2 separate regions of the Macaca fascicularis genome follow, and region 2 is linked to region 1. The links are chromatin contacts, called in public Hi-C maps. All regions are on one chromosome and are shown on one strand. The core of a region is the stretch at or near the end of the contact, and the rest is flanking DNA. Distances in the headings are between cores, read along the strand shown.

Region 1 (6,822 bases), core at 1,077-3,576:
CAAGATCACACCACTGCACTCCAGCGTGGGTGACACGGCAAGACTCTATCTCAAAAAAATAAATAAAATAAAATAAAATAAAATAAAATAAAATAAAATAAAATAAAATAAAGCATCTGTTTATTCCTTGACTCTCTGTCTCATCCACTAGTGTATTAGGGCAGGAGTTCTTTGTTCATTGCTATATTCCCAAGGCTCTGAGCAGGGCCTGGCACCCAGTAGGCGGTGCTCCATGAATATTGTTGAATGAAAAAATACATGAATGAATGAATGAGTTACAGACTTTTTTTCCCTTTAGTCACACAAGAGAAAAAAATGATATCTATTGACAGTTACAGCTCAGGAGAGTCTGTGCTGCTATGAAACAGCTGGAGAACCACAGGACACTGAAAGCATCGTGCTCAGAACCCACCGGTTCAGCATCCGAGGCTGGATGGGTCTCAGACTGCCCAGTAGTAGTGTACTATACAGGTGGGTCAGCTGTAAAGAAGAAAAAACTGATCCATGAGCCGACACTAAAGAAAAGAGTGGGATTAAATCAATACTGGGTTAAGTATGGAGGTCTGTGAGTTTGAACATATTGCCCCAATAGATTTTAACTATTTTCCAATAGACTTTTTTTTTTTTCCATAATGCTTTCTTTTAATGCCTCAACTAGTCACAAGAGCTTTACTAAATATTGCAACTATTGGCTGGGCATGGTGGCTCACATCAGTAATCCCAGCACTTTGGGAGGCCAAGGCAGGCAGATTGCTTGAGCTCAGGAGTTCCAGACCAGCCTGGGCAATGTGGAAAAAAACTCCAACTCTAAAAAATAAAATAAAATAAAAATACACTGGGCATGGTGGTGCACACCTGTAATCCCAGCTACTTGAGAGGCTGAGGTGGAGGGATCACTTGAGCCCGGGAGGTCGAGGCTCCAGTGAGCCGTGATCATGCCACTGCACTCCAGCCTGGGCAACAGAGCAAGACCCTATTTCAAAAATAAATAAATATTGCACGTCTCTTTTTTGGCACTAAGGCAGAAGTACATAGACTGATTTCTCCAACTTTGAGCGATCCCAGATGGCTCTACTTGAACAGAAAAGAAATTGAAAGTTCAATCGTGTATAACCCCTTGTAAACAATCTGGGGGGAAAATGGTTAGGTTCTGGCTGGTGATATTTTACTTCAATGAGGTCATGTAGCACAGTGAAAACAACAAATAATTCAACATTAGGGAGACTTGGGATCTGATTCCATTTTTGCCATTGGTTAAACAACAAGCAAGTTTACTCGGCTTGCTGCAGGCTTGCGTCCTCATGCATGAAATGGACTAAACAATCTCCACATTATTAATGCTTTACGACTCTGCTTTCCAAAAATGGAAATGCATTTGAAGACAATACCAGGCCCTTGAAAATGAAGGGGGGAGGGTAAGAAACAAGCTGCAACAGAGAATAGTATCAAGCTTTTAAAGAAACAAGTTAATAGCAAAGCCAGAGGCCTTTACAGTGTCTATGCCCTTTCAGCTTGAATGTCAGCACTGGCTGTACCGACAGAAGACTTGCATGACCTTTTCCTGAAATAAGCCTTCCTCTCCTAGCAACTCAGTATCATGGGTACATTTTTCCAGGTACACTAGAGTTGGGTACTGGTCTAGAGCTGCACCGTCCAATACAGTAGCCACAAGCCACATGGGGCTGTTGGGCACTTGAAAATGTGCCCAGTTGGAAGTAAGATGTACTGTAAGTGTAACATACACACGGGAATTTGAAGACGGTACCAAAAAAAAAAAAAAAAGGGATATAAAATATTCAGCATTGATATTGATATTGATTGAAATAATATTTTGGATGCACTGGATTAAACAGAATATACTATTAAAATTAACTCCACTCGCTTCTTTATGCATTTGCTAATACGACTACTAGAAAAATTCAGCATACATATGTGGCTTGTATTATATTTCCATTGGACGGCGCTACTCTAGATATCAGAATCTAGAAAGTGACTGAGATTCAAACTCTTCAATGAAGCATTTTTTAAATACTCTACTGGGAAGTTGATTCCACTCACTGCTCTGCTGCCGTGGCGGTCCTGACTTTCCAAGGCCATGCCCAGAGCGCGGCACACGTGGCTCTCCCCCAGGCAGGCCTGCACGGCGGGCGGCAGTGGAGGAGGTTACCCTGGGTCGCTGACGCCAAGGGAGGCCAAGCGACCCACCCCACACTTCTGAGCCCCGCCGGGGGAAGTCCCCGGGCGTGGAAACAGGCGGTGCGCCGGCCGTTCGCAGCTGCTGAGCCCGCGCGCCCGCACCCGCCTGGGCGCAGCCGGGGACAGCGACGCGCTTCCTGCCCGGGAAGGGCCCGAGCGCAGGGCCGGCTATAGCGGTCCCGCAGCTGCCTGCTTGGATTTTAGCACTCCCGCTCCCAAGAGGGAGTAACGCGTCCTTCTGTCCCTCTTAGGGCTTGAAATGTAAATTATTCATATCAGGGGAATGTGTGTTTCAAAAAGCAAGCTAAACAAGAACGGACGGGTAATCCTCGCCAAATTCTTCTATTTAACCCTCACCATTAAAAGTCTGAGGCCTGAAAAACCTCTTGACCGGAAAGATACCAACTCCACAGGTGACTGGGATCAGGATCTACGACAAAAATGAACAGCATTCCAAATTCACTAATTTCTAAGAGTATTTAGACAGTAGAAAATTATTAATTCTTTTTATTAGCTCAATACTTTGTTCATTCAGCATTCAGTATTCTCTCCAGTTAATTTTAATAGCAAATCACCATTTTCTAAAATGACTTAAATGGGTTCAATCAAGTAGGAGAATGAATCCAAGGGAAACCACTGACTCAGATATAAAATGTGCCTTACATCATACTGCAAACATCAAACAATGAAGAATCTAGGTTTCAAATTTATACATATATATATATATCTCAAGTCTTACCCTCAAGGTAAGATAGGAAAGTGGGAAATGCTGTCTGCTCACTGGCATTCCATATTCACTGTAATTTCTAGATTTCCAAGATACATCTATCTAGCAGAGGTGATTTGTCAAGTCTGAGGTTTTCCACCTCCACCCCCATAGCAATGGGGCTGACGTTCACGCTCTGCAGGTCCTCATCAGCATTCATGGCACCCCGACAGATAACCCCATTAAACTCTCTCCCTGACTCAAGTAAACACTTCACAACGTAAGAAGGTGAGAAAGACATTATTACTGAAATAAACCTGAAAGTTGCTCTAAATCTATAGAAAAAGTGCAACACTCACAAATATAAATACCATTACACACTATTTGTAAGATCCCTCATAAATAAATGACTATGTTATAGCTCAGAACTGCAACAGAACTCCCACCACCAAATGTTGTGGTAGTGTAAGGACCATTGTTATTTTCACTTACAAATATTCCTGAGAGGTCATATTTTAAGCGGCTAAAAACTGATACAAGCTGTTCATTCTTTCAGGGATAAGGTGACAACCAGCAAGAGAAAAAAATGAGGTAATGCACTCCAGAGAGTAAGGAAGTCTCTCGGAAGAGGAGGGCTGTGGTGACGATCAGAGCCCACAGACGTCCAAAAATGTGACTTGGCTGGGCCTAACAGAGGGGAGCAGCTCTTCTAAAAACAAAATCACCCCCTGGAAATTATGTTGGTTGGTTCCTTGGGATATCTACCGTTCTTTTTCAAGTTATTTACTTGCTCGTTACCACCAGTCCCAGCTTTCTTGGGAGACATAAACATATTTGCGGAATGGAAATAAAGTGCTTGCTGCCACAGACCAGGCCAGTAAGATAAGAAGATAAAGAGTTTCTAGAGTTTTTATTATTCAGTTTCAATTCAGGTACCTGAAAGAAGGTTCTAGTGTGTTACTCTGACACAGCACAAGATCAGTAGTTTATTCCGATGAAGTATCCCACCCAAATGAAAGCATAACATGCAAGTAGTCATTTATTTCAATCACTCCTATTTGAAGGTCCTTATTTTTGGAGAACAGCCAGGCATTTTATTATCCACTCTTTCCATTCCTTAAAGGCTTCCACGGGTTTCGGTAAATTCCCATTACCCTCACGACTGTGTTCTGGAGTTGCTCCAGGTGTGCCAGAAGATTCGTCATCAATCCACCTCACCAGTGCCTGGAAAAACAGGAAAGATGCGCATTTCAACAAACCACAGCAAAATACTATCAGGCAAGAGAAGAGCATTGGCCTCTAGATCATAGAGTGACATCTTACCCCACGAAGATGCTGCATTTGATAATGATGGTGTGAATATGAAATAATGCTTATGATATACCGAGTGAAATGGCGCATACCAAATATACACAGAATTACAAATGATGTCAAAAGTATGCACTGAAAAAAGATGAAAAAGAAATATACTCATTCTTACACTTTGTTACTAGCATGATAGGATGTTATTTTTTCTCAACTTGCTAAATATTCCACAAGGCATTATATTAATTTTTTGGTTTTTTTTTTTTTTTTTTTTTTTGAGACGGAGTCTTGCTCTGTCGCCCAGGCTGTAGGCTGGAGCGCAGTGGTGAAATCTCGGCTCACTACAAGCTCCACCTCCCAGGTTCACGCCATTCTCCTGCCTCGGCCTCCCGAGTAGCTGGGACTACAGGCGCCCGCCACCACGCCCAGCTAATTTTTTGTATTTTTAGTAGAGACAGGGTTTAACCGTGTTAGCCAGGATGGTCTCAATCTCCTGACCTCGTGATCTGCCCGCCTCTGCCTCCCAAAGTGCAGGGATTACAGGCATGAGCCACCGCGCCCGGCCGGCATTGTATTAATTTGACATGTACGTATATACATATATAAGTGTACACATAGGGATGGATAGACATATGTATGTGAAAACACGTGTGTAGACATTTCTGTGCAGTCACCTGAATGCGCAGTCACATCCATGAGTAGCCACATGAATGTATATTGATGTTTGTAGGCATGTGTGGGCACACACACACGCATACTCAGATTAGGTACTTTCCTTCTTCCTTTTTAAAGAAAATCATTTTTTCCTCCTAATGAACATCATACCTCTGTCCCATATTGGAAAGATAAATCTTGTCCACACACTTATAGGGTTTAAAAAATGAACTTTGGCCGGGCGTGGTGGCTCACGCCCGTAATCCCAGCACTTTGGGAGGCCGAGGCGGGCAGATCACAAGGTCAGGAGATCGAGATCATCCTGGCTAACACGGTGAAACCCCATCTCTACTAAACAAAATACAAAAAATTAGCCAGGCGTGGTGGCGGGCGCCTGTAGTCCCGGCTACTCGGGAGGCTGAGGCAGGAGAATGGCGTGAAGCCAGGAGGCAGAGCTTGCAGTGAGCCGAGATTGTGCCACTGCACTCCAGCCTGGGCAACAGAGAGAGACTCCGTCTCAAAAAAAAAAATGAACTTTGCCACACATATCAATATTTATTCTGTTCTGCAAAGTCAAACTCTCTTGCCCTTTGCCACACATATCAATATTTATTCTGTTCTGCAAAGTCAAACTCTCTTGCCCTAAATGGAAGAGAAGCAGGGAAACTTCTACTATTTCGCATAGAACTGTAAGCATAAATCACTCAAAGGCAAGCTGAAGTTTTTAAGAAGGGCATTTCTTCGCATGTTTTTAAACCACAGCTTCCTGCTTATCTTTACACTAATTTCCTCTGATAAATTATAACTCTAGAGAAGGATATAATAGAAACATCAGTTTGCTACTCAGATAACCACTTCCCCCTCTTTACACTGTCCACCCCGCAACTTACTTTGTATCTTTCTACAATGCTGAAGCCAACAGCACACTGCAACTTGCGCAAACAGATAGGACAAAGGTTTAGAGGGCGCCGGTCAGCTTCTTCCAAGTGGTTGGAGCCTTGCATTAGGCATGCCAGCCACTGGCAGTGTCGCAGTCCAAATATGTGTCCGATCTCATGGGTTAAAGTCTGCAAGACAATCATGTTGAGGCTTCATAAGACCACCATCACATTAAGCTACACGTCTCTTCTTTTTCTTGCTTCTCCAGGAAACACAGGAATCAACTCCCTTAGTATTATCACCGAAACTTCACCCCGTCCAGACCGTCAAAGACTTAATAATCCCTCATCTCCCCAAATGTCTTACTGCCTTTCTGCTATAGACTTCCTCAACCTCAACACCGCTGACATGTTGGACCGACAATACCAGGTTGTGGGAGGCTGTCCTGTGCCCTGCACAATACTTTGCAGCATCCCTGGCTCTACCCACTAGATGCCAACAGAACTCCCTCCCTGATGGTGAAAATCAAAAATGTCTCCAGACATTGCTAATATTCCCTGGATGGCAAAATCACCCCTGGTTGAGAACCCTTAATCTAGACTAGGGTACTCGTAATTCAGATTCTGGGGCCCTTCCCCTAGAGATGCTGATTTCAGTAGGTCTGGGAGAAAGGGGGCTTGATGTGCATGCTAATGAGAACATCAGGTGGCAATGACACAGGGGGTAGTTCTAAGAGGCGTAGCTCTCAAACCCCAACAAATAGTACAGGTGAAAGCAGAATTTCTCTAGCTGAAGGAAAAGCTCATCTCTCTGGCTATGGAAAAAGGAGAGATAGGCTTTCCACAAAAGCGAGCTGGGGATATCAGGAACTGCCAGGACAACTACAGTCAAGGGTAGCCTGGAGCCCAGGGCAGGAAGGCCCATGCTCCCAGAGAGGCCAGAAAGCAGAGGTCCTCCAAAGGCCTGGGGAAGGCAGCTTTGCCCAATGACCACAGTAGCTTGAAAAAGTAGGTCACCCAGTAACACCAGAATTCAGGAATTACACTAACAGCATGTGGGTACAGCCAAGGCTGCCTGTAACT
Region 2 (6,698 bases), core at 2,219-4,718, 190 kb before region 1:
CCGTCCCACCTACCCCATTACCTTTTGCTGATGTTATTTAGTAGTGAAATTGCTGTTGCAAGAACTTGTAAGAATTAGGATGCTCGTAAGCCCAAGATTCAAATCAAGAATGTCCTCTTCCACAGAACCCAGAACTAGAATGTTAAAAAAGAAAAACCAGTCTGACATTCAATGGATTCAGCACCTCTTAAGTTATTTATAACCTTGTCCTTGGCTTTTTATATGAATGGACTTCTGGGAAATTTTTTGAGGGTGGAGCTCTTCAAAGTGGCTGCTTACACCTCTAACAAAAATCACAAACCAGCCCTCCACAAACCACATCCAGCTAGCTGATGTATTCAGTTTGGCTCACAAGGTACTTTTTGAAAATAAGAATTAGTTTTCACCAGTTTTTAAATTTACCTACAAATGCAGGTTTTTACTAAAATAGGCATAGATTTATATAAAAATATAGACTTACGTATTGTCTTGGGAAAAAGGAAGTCAGATGAGGCAGCCCTGGGACGTTATTTCCACATGGCTGGTGGCATAATGGACCATTAGCCTGGAAAGAAACATATAAGGGGGATCGTTCACAGGAAGGTTGGGGCTGGGAAGGTGACCATTTTTCTCCCATGGCCACATCTCTACATCCAAACCTTAATTCCAGTAAGCATGCAGTTCTGCTGCTAATGAAAAGTGCCTGAAATGAAATAAATCTTCCTCATTACTTGACTGAAGATCTAGTTTCTAAAAGCAACTCAACAGGCTTCCCCTTCCCAACCACGAAACCAGCTTTGACTCTTCCCTCTTCTTCCCTGCCCCTTCCCCTTCCCCATTAGTTGCCATGCCTGTCATTTAGTCCCTCGAGAGTCTACTGAGAATAAAGTAGCCACCAGCTACATGAACACTTAACATGTGGCTCATGAGAACTGAGATATGCTATAAGTAAAAAACACACACCAGATTTTCAATATTTAGTTCTAAAAACATTAAAATCTAAGGCCAGGCATGGTGGCTCATGCCTGTAATCCCAGCACTTTGGGAGGCCGAGGCAGGTGGATCACGAGGTCAGGAGTTTGAGATCAGCCTGGCCAATATGGTGAAATCTCATCTGTACTAAAAATACAAAAATTAGCTGGGCATGGTGGCGGGCACCTGTAGTCCCAGCTGCTCAGGAGACTAAGGCAGGAGAATGGCTTGAACCCACCTGTAGCCTGTAGTCTCAGCTGCTCAGGAGGCTGAGGCAGGAGAATCGCTTGAACCCGGGAGGCAGAGGTTGCAGTGAGCCTGGTGACAGAGCGAGACTCTGTCTCAAAAAAAAAAAAAGAAAGAAAGAAAATTAAAACCTGAATTAACTGATCAGTAACTTTATATTGATTATCTTTATATTGAAATGATATTTTGGATATATTAGATTAAATAAATGATATTATTCAAATTAATTTGCCTATTTCTTTTTACCTTCTTAAATGTATCTTCTGGAAAAATTGAAATTTACATGTGGAGTTCACATTTGGGGCTCATTTTATCTATTGGTCAGCACTGCCTGAAAACAACTCCATGATTTGGTCTAATTTTCTGGCCTTGTTTTCATCACTTTAGCCTAGTCTCTCCTGTCCCTTTACTTCCAGAATTTCACATTAGTCCCCTAAAGACTTCTAGGTATTTTCCCACTTCTAATTTGTTCTGCACACCCTGGCCAACTTTATCTGACAAAGACACTGCTTTTATCACGAAACACTCCTGCTCAAAAACTAACACCAGCTCCCACATCTACCCCATAAAGTGCAGACTCTTAATAACAAACTGATAATAACAGCTTACACTTTAAAAACTTTATGGTACGCTTCATGTAATTCTCCAAACAATTTAGCACCTCGCATGCCAGATTCTAGGTTTTCTAACCAGGACAGAAATGACTGCAGCGTTTGACAGAGCTGGAAGGTGGGGGGGAAGCAGCTTTGATCTGAGAGGTTACAAAAATGGCACAAAGTATCTAAACAGCAGTTCCATTCACTTCTGAGAGTTTATACAACACCTCACAATCAGCCAAAGAGCAGTAACATCTCTGAGTCTATGAGCTGAACTATTTTTTACATCAGTGGAGAGAAAAAAAATAAAGTTGAGAAAAGAAACTGTTACATTTGCATCTCAGAAAACACAAACCGGAAATCCAACCAGAAAGGTTTAGGTGAAACAGTGCCCTTTGCTCATCTATTCTAGGTCCAAGATTAAAATATATACATATATATATATATGGCTTTGTCATAAACTAGGTATTAAAAGTGGGAAATGGGAAAAATCGCAATTACTTTTGCACCAACCTAATAAATTTGAATTATGCTGATTTGAGACACTGTCATATAACAATAATTAAAATATCATCTCAAAATTTGAAAACGATGAATTAAAAATCCATCAGCAATTATACAATCCAAAGCTGGCAGAGCGCCTGATTCATAAACCGTATTGACAATAATTCCACATGGAAATATGTACAGTACTTAGCTTGAAAAAAGAGATCCTTTGTCAAGGTTTATCTCGAATTATGTGAGTTTCGAATTGTGCTACGTCTTCCAGACTTTACCCCTTTCATAAACTACACTGCCCTACACACTCTTTCATTTTCTTTTCAGCTACGGATCGGATAGGTCTTGCCAAATAACTGTTTAGCAGTTATTTAGTGCACAGGTCTTGAAAGCAAATACACATTCTACCATTTATTGTTACTTTAGACAAATTGTGTAGCTTTGGAGCTTCAGTTGCCTCTTCTGTATATTGAGCACAATCATATTTTCCACACAAGTTTTATAAGAATTCAACAAGATGACATACATAGTATGGCGCTTGGCAAGTAGTGAGGTTCTCAACCGCTCGGCAATGGATAAGATAACTTGCTATCTCTCTGGCTGAGGCAGCCCCATTTCAGGAGCTTCTCTCAATGCAGCTTGAGGACTCTACAAAAGGGTGGGGCTTTGGAGTCTAACCCTCTCTGCTAAACTCTGTAAGTTTAACAGGCAGAGTTACACATGTCAAGGGGTCTGGGCGGGGTGTGAACTAGCGCGTCCTCCTGCCCCGCTTGCGGTGGCCCGGACGCAGTTGCCGGACTGAAACCAGCAGGTCTGGCTCCAGCCGCATTCATTCTTCCCTCTCCCTCCCAGCTGGGCGGCTCCGGCAATGAAAACACCACCACGTGGGCCTGCTGCCTTTGCGTCACGCGCCTTTGTCCAATGGAAAGCCGCGTTACGAAGCCAGGGGCGGGTCGCCAGGGTGGATCCGCCCACAGCCGTCACGGATTGGCCAAGGAGGCGGTGTCCGCCCGCCGCGGCTTGGGCTCGTGGCCAATGGTGACCGGAGGCAGGGGGCCCGCCCTGTCAGGTGCTCTGGTCCTCGGGACCCGCTCGAGAGGCAAGGAGGGGCGGAGCGAGGCCGGGGACGGGGCGGGGACGGGGCGGGGCAGGACCGGCGACCCGGCCCGTGGAGCCGGCGCGGGCGGGCTGCTGAGGTGGCTGTCGCCGGCTCCGAGCTGCGGCTTCCCGGGCCGAGCCCCCGATGGAGGCCGAGGCCGCGGACGCTCCCCCGGGTGGGGTCGAGTCGGCGCTCAGCTGCTTCTCTTTCAACCAGGACTGCACGTAAGTCGCGACGCGGCCCCTGCCAGGGAGGTGGGGGACAGAGTGTCAGGACCCAGGGGTGTCGTCCTGAGCGCAACTTGTGGCCTGCGCCTCGAGGCAGCCTCGGCGGGAGGGCCGGTGGCTGCTTCGGACGCGTTGGGATCTTGTTATCCCCTTACGCCTGCAGTGGGGTTTGCCCCACCCCACCCCACTCCCAGTGTCCTCCGAGAGCCAGAAGGTTGGGCCAGGGGTGAAAGCAGGGAGTTCGCAAAGGGAGTGGTGGGGCAGCGGGGGCCACGAAATATGGGGGGAGCAGGGCAGTGGGAAAGCCAGTGACCAAAGTGGGTGTCTGGGGAAGAGAGACGGTGGCCACAAAAAGATGAGAAAGGAGAGGAAGTTGCAAGTTGATCCAGGACTCTGTAGTTGGGGCCCAGGAAGATGAGAGTACTGGAAAAACTTTCCCATTTGTCCTTGAGCATCTCAACGTGGCATCTGGGCAGGGCCTCAAGCGAAGAGGCAGCCTATCCCTGCGGCCAGGCCAGCCCCTGCCCCATCCCCAGCGCAGGGCATCGTGCCTGCCCGCTCTGGATGGAAGAAATCTTTGGATTTCTTTGGCTGTTTTCACATCGCCCACCCAGCCAGGCAGGATCTCCTTCTCGGAGTCCAAGACTCCTTTCCCGGGCGCAGACTGCTTTCTCTCCAGGAAACAGGAGCTCCACCCTGTTGTTTTTGAGTGGATGTTTAATGTTTTACTTTGATGTTCACATTTGGGCTTTGGGAGGGAGCTGGGACTTGAAGTGTGTTTCAGGCATCTGCAGGATTCTGTGACTTACAGGCAAACGCGTGTTTCTTTCCCTATTTTCATGGAAGCCAGCCCTGGGGACCATATGGAATCATCTTTTTGGAATGTGCACCCAGAGCATCAGGCGGGGATGACCGATTCCCAGTTTCCCACTTCCTGCTGTACCAGTTTCTGTGCCTTGGCTGCTGGTGACTGAGCTATGCTAATATTGATCCTTCAGTAGTGTAATTAAGGCCATTATGTACCATTAGCCACCCTGGCTTCCATTCCCTTTGTGTTTCTGTTTAAAAACACCGGTGCTGAACAATATGCCTTTGTTTGAAAAAACCATATGTGTAATCATGTAATCGAGTAGCTCTACAGCTTGGTTATTTGAGTGACTTTCAAGTTTTTCTTGACCACAATCCGCAATAAGAAATACATATTGCAACATCACCCAATACCCATAACACATACACTATTCACAAAATATCATGTGCAAATTTTCTATGTCGTTTTTTTCTAAGCTGCTTGTGACTCACTGAATTGCGTTTTAGGATCCACTCATGAGTTGAGACCTGCCGTTTATAAAAGTGCTGGTATAGATAAAATCCTGATGTTTTGTAAGAAACATTTTGCAAGAGGGCATGGCTGTTGAAATGCCTGGGTGATGTTTTCCTTCCCAATTGAACACAAGTTAAGAAGGGGGGTTAGTTTGCTTATAAGTAGTAAATGTTCTAAATTCTGCTTTGTAACATTATTAGATTTGGAAAAAAAAAAAAAGGGTGTTAATTTATATTCTAGTCATTAAATAATGCAAAGTCCCAGCTTTCTATAGCAATTGAATGTTATTATCAAAACTGTAGGGTGCTTTGAAAGTTAATTTCCTTACTCCCTACTGTTAGTTTTATTTTCTTGGATGGAGGCTCTGCTGGGCAGCTTTGCCTTGCCTATAAATAAAAGTTCTTGTCACAGTCAGTTGCTTTGAGCCACAGAGGGTATGACATTGGATTTTAAAATAAGTCAATTCACCTGAATATATTTAGGTATATTGCCATGTCTTTTTCTATAAATGCAGGCTGAATTTGGGATCCAGTATTTCCAAAGAAGGTAGGTGAAAACAGCAAACGCTTACCAGTCCCCTATGCTTATACTTCGTGCTTGGTACCATGCTATACACTTTGGGTACTTTTTTTTTTTTTTTTTTTTGGACAGAGTCTTGCTTTGTCACCCAGGCTGGAGTGCAGTGGTTGTGATCTTGGCTCAGTGCTGCCTCTGCCTCCCAGGGTTCAAGCGATTCTCCCATCTCAGCCTCCCGAGTAGCTAGGATTATAAACGTGTACCACTACGCCCAGCTAATTTTTTGTTTTTTTAGTAGAGATGGAATTTTGCGCTATTGCCCAGGTTGGTCTCGAACTCCTGACCTCAAGTGATCCACCCACCTCAGCCTCCCAAAATGCCGGGATTACAGGTGTGACCCACTGTGCCCAGCCTACTTTGGGTACATTTTACATTTGATTAGTGATAAATATTGTCCCCAGCTCTGTTTCCGTGAGTGGTGATTAGAATTTTGTTTCTACAGAAAGACTTTATGGACGAAATAAGGTCTAAGTCTAAATTTCTTGATTCAGAGTCTTTCGTGGCCATTGATCAATCATCTAAAATATCACATAAAACATCACTCTGCAATTTTCTCATATGTAGAATTCTTCTGGTCCAGGAGCAGGGCTTATGTTTGAAAATTACTTTAAATTGCTGCCACTTTGCATTACTATTATAAAACTCTAGTTACAGTATTTCTTTCCTTACTTGCAAACTTTACAAACCTCAATTTGCAGCCAAACACATCTATATTTATGTGAAAAAGTTTATGTGAAGAAAGTTTAAAAACAATAATCACTACAAAATACTTTTTGAAGTTTTAAGATGCTCTGGGCTTACTTTTCCAGTTGTTGTTTGGCATCATGAATACCTCAGTCTGGGAACTAAATGCCAATTCTAAGTGCACAGCTGCAAATGTCTAACCCACCAGTTTAGCTACTTAGCAGGCTGGAGGTCTGCGAGCCGTCACCAGCTACCTTGTGGATTAAAAGTTTACTGTAGTTGCCCTATCCCTGTGTCCCAGGGAAGAACAAGTGTTTGGGTAGGGAAAAAAAAATTCCAGGGAAAATCATGTGACCTTCTCTTTTTTAGGCTAGTGAAACAAGAGCCTTGGCCATCCAGGCTTGTAGTAGTAAGTTGCTTATTTTAGTATATGCTTCCCTGTAAAGAGTGAATCTCACCTTGGCTTCCAGAGCACACTGCTGTGAGTGTGCTCCAGGTCA

The links. A called contact is a pair of places that touch in the nucleus more often than the background predicts.
Region 2: a contact with region 1 is called in a Hi-C map of liver, with 2.1 times the contacts expected there. The contact joins the promoter of WIPI1 here to the promoter of ARSG in region 1.

What each region holds. Positions count from the first base shown.
Region 1 is chr16:74,621,698-74,628,519 of T2T-MFA8v1.1, reverse strand. It overlaps ARSG (arylsulfatase G), which reads right to left and starts at 2,326. Exons shown (of 14, transcript XR_012426061.1): 1 at 2,059-2,326. AMZ2 (archaelysin family metallopeptidase 2) reads right to left here. Exons shown (of 8, transcript XM_045374518.2): 7 at 5,752-5,928; 8 at 3,794-4,126. The coding sequence ends at 3,971.
Region 2 is chr16:74,808,569-74,815,266 of T2T-MFA8v1.1, reverse strand. It overlaps WIPI1 (WD repeat domain, phosphoinositide interacting 1), which reads left to right and starts at 3,468. Exons shown (of 13, transcript XR_012426063.1): 1 at 3,468-3,614. It overlaps LOC135967890 (a long non-coding RNA gene), which reads right to left and starts at 1,654. Exons shown (of 4, transcript XR_010582189.1): 1 at 1,444-1,654; 2 at 1,190-1,288; 3 at 461-544; 4 at 1-134.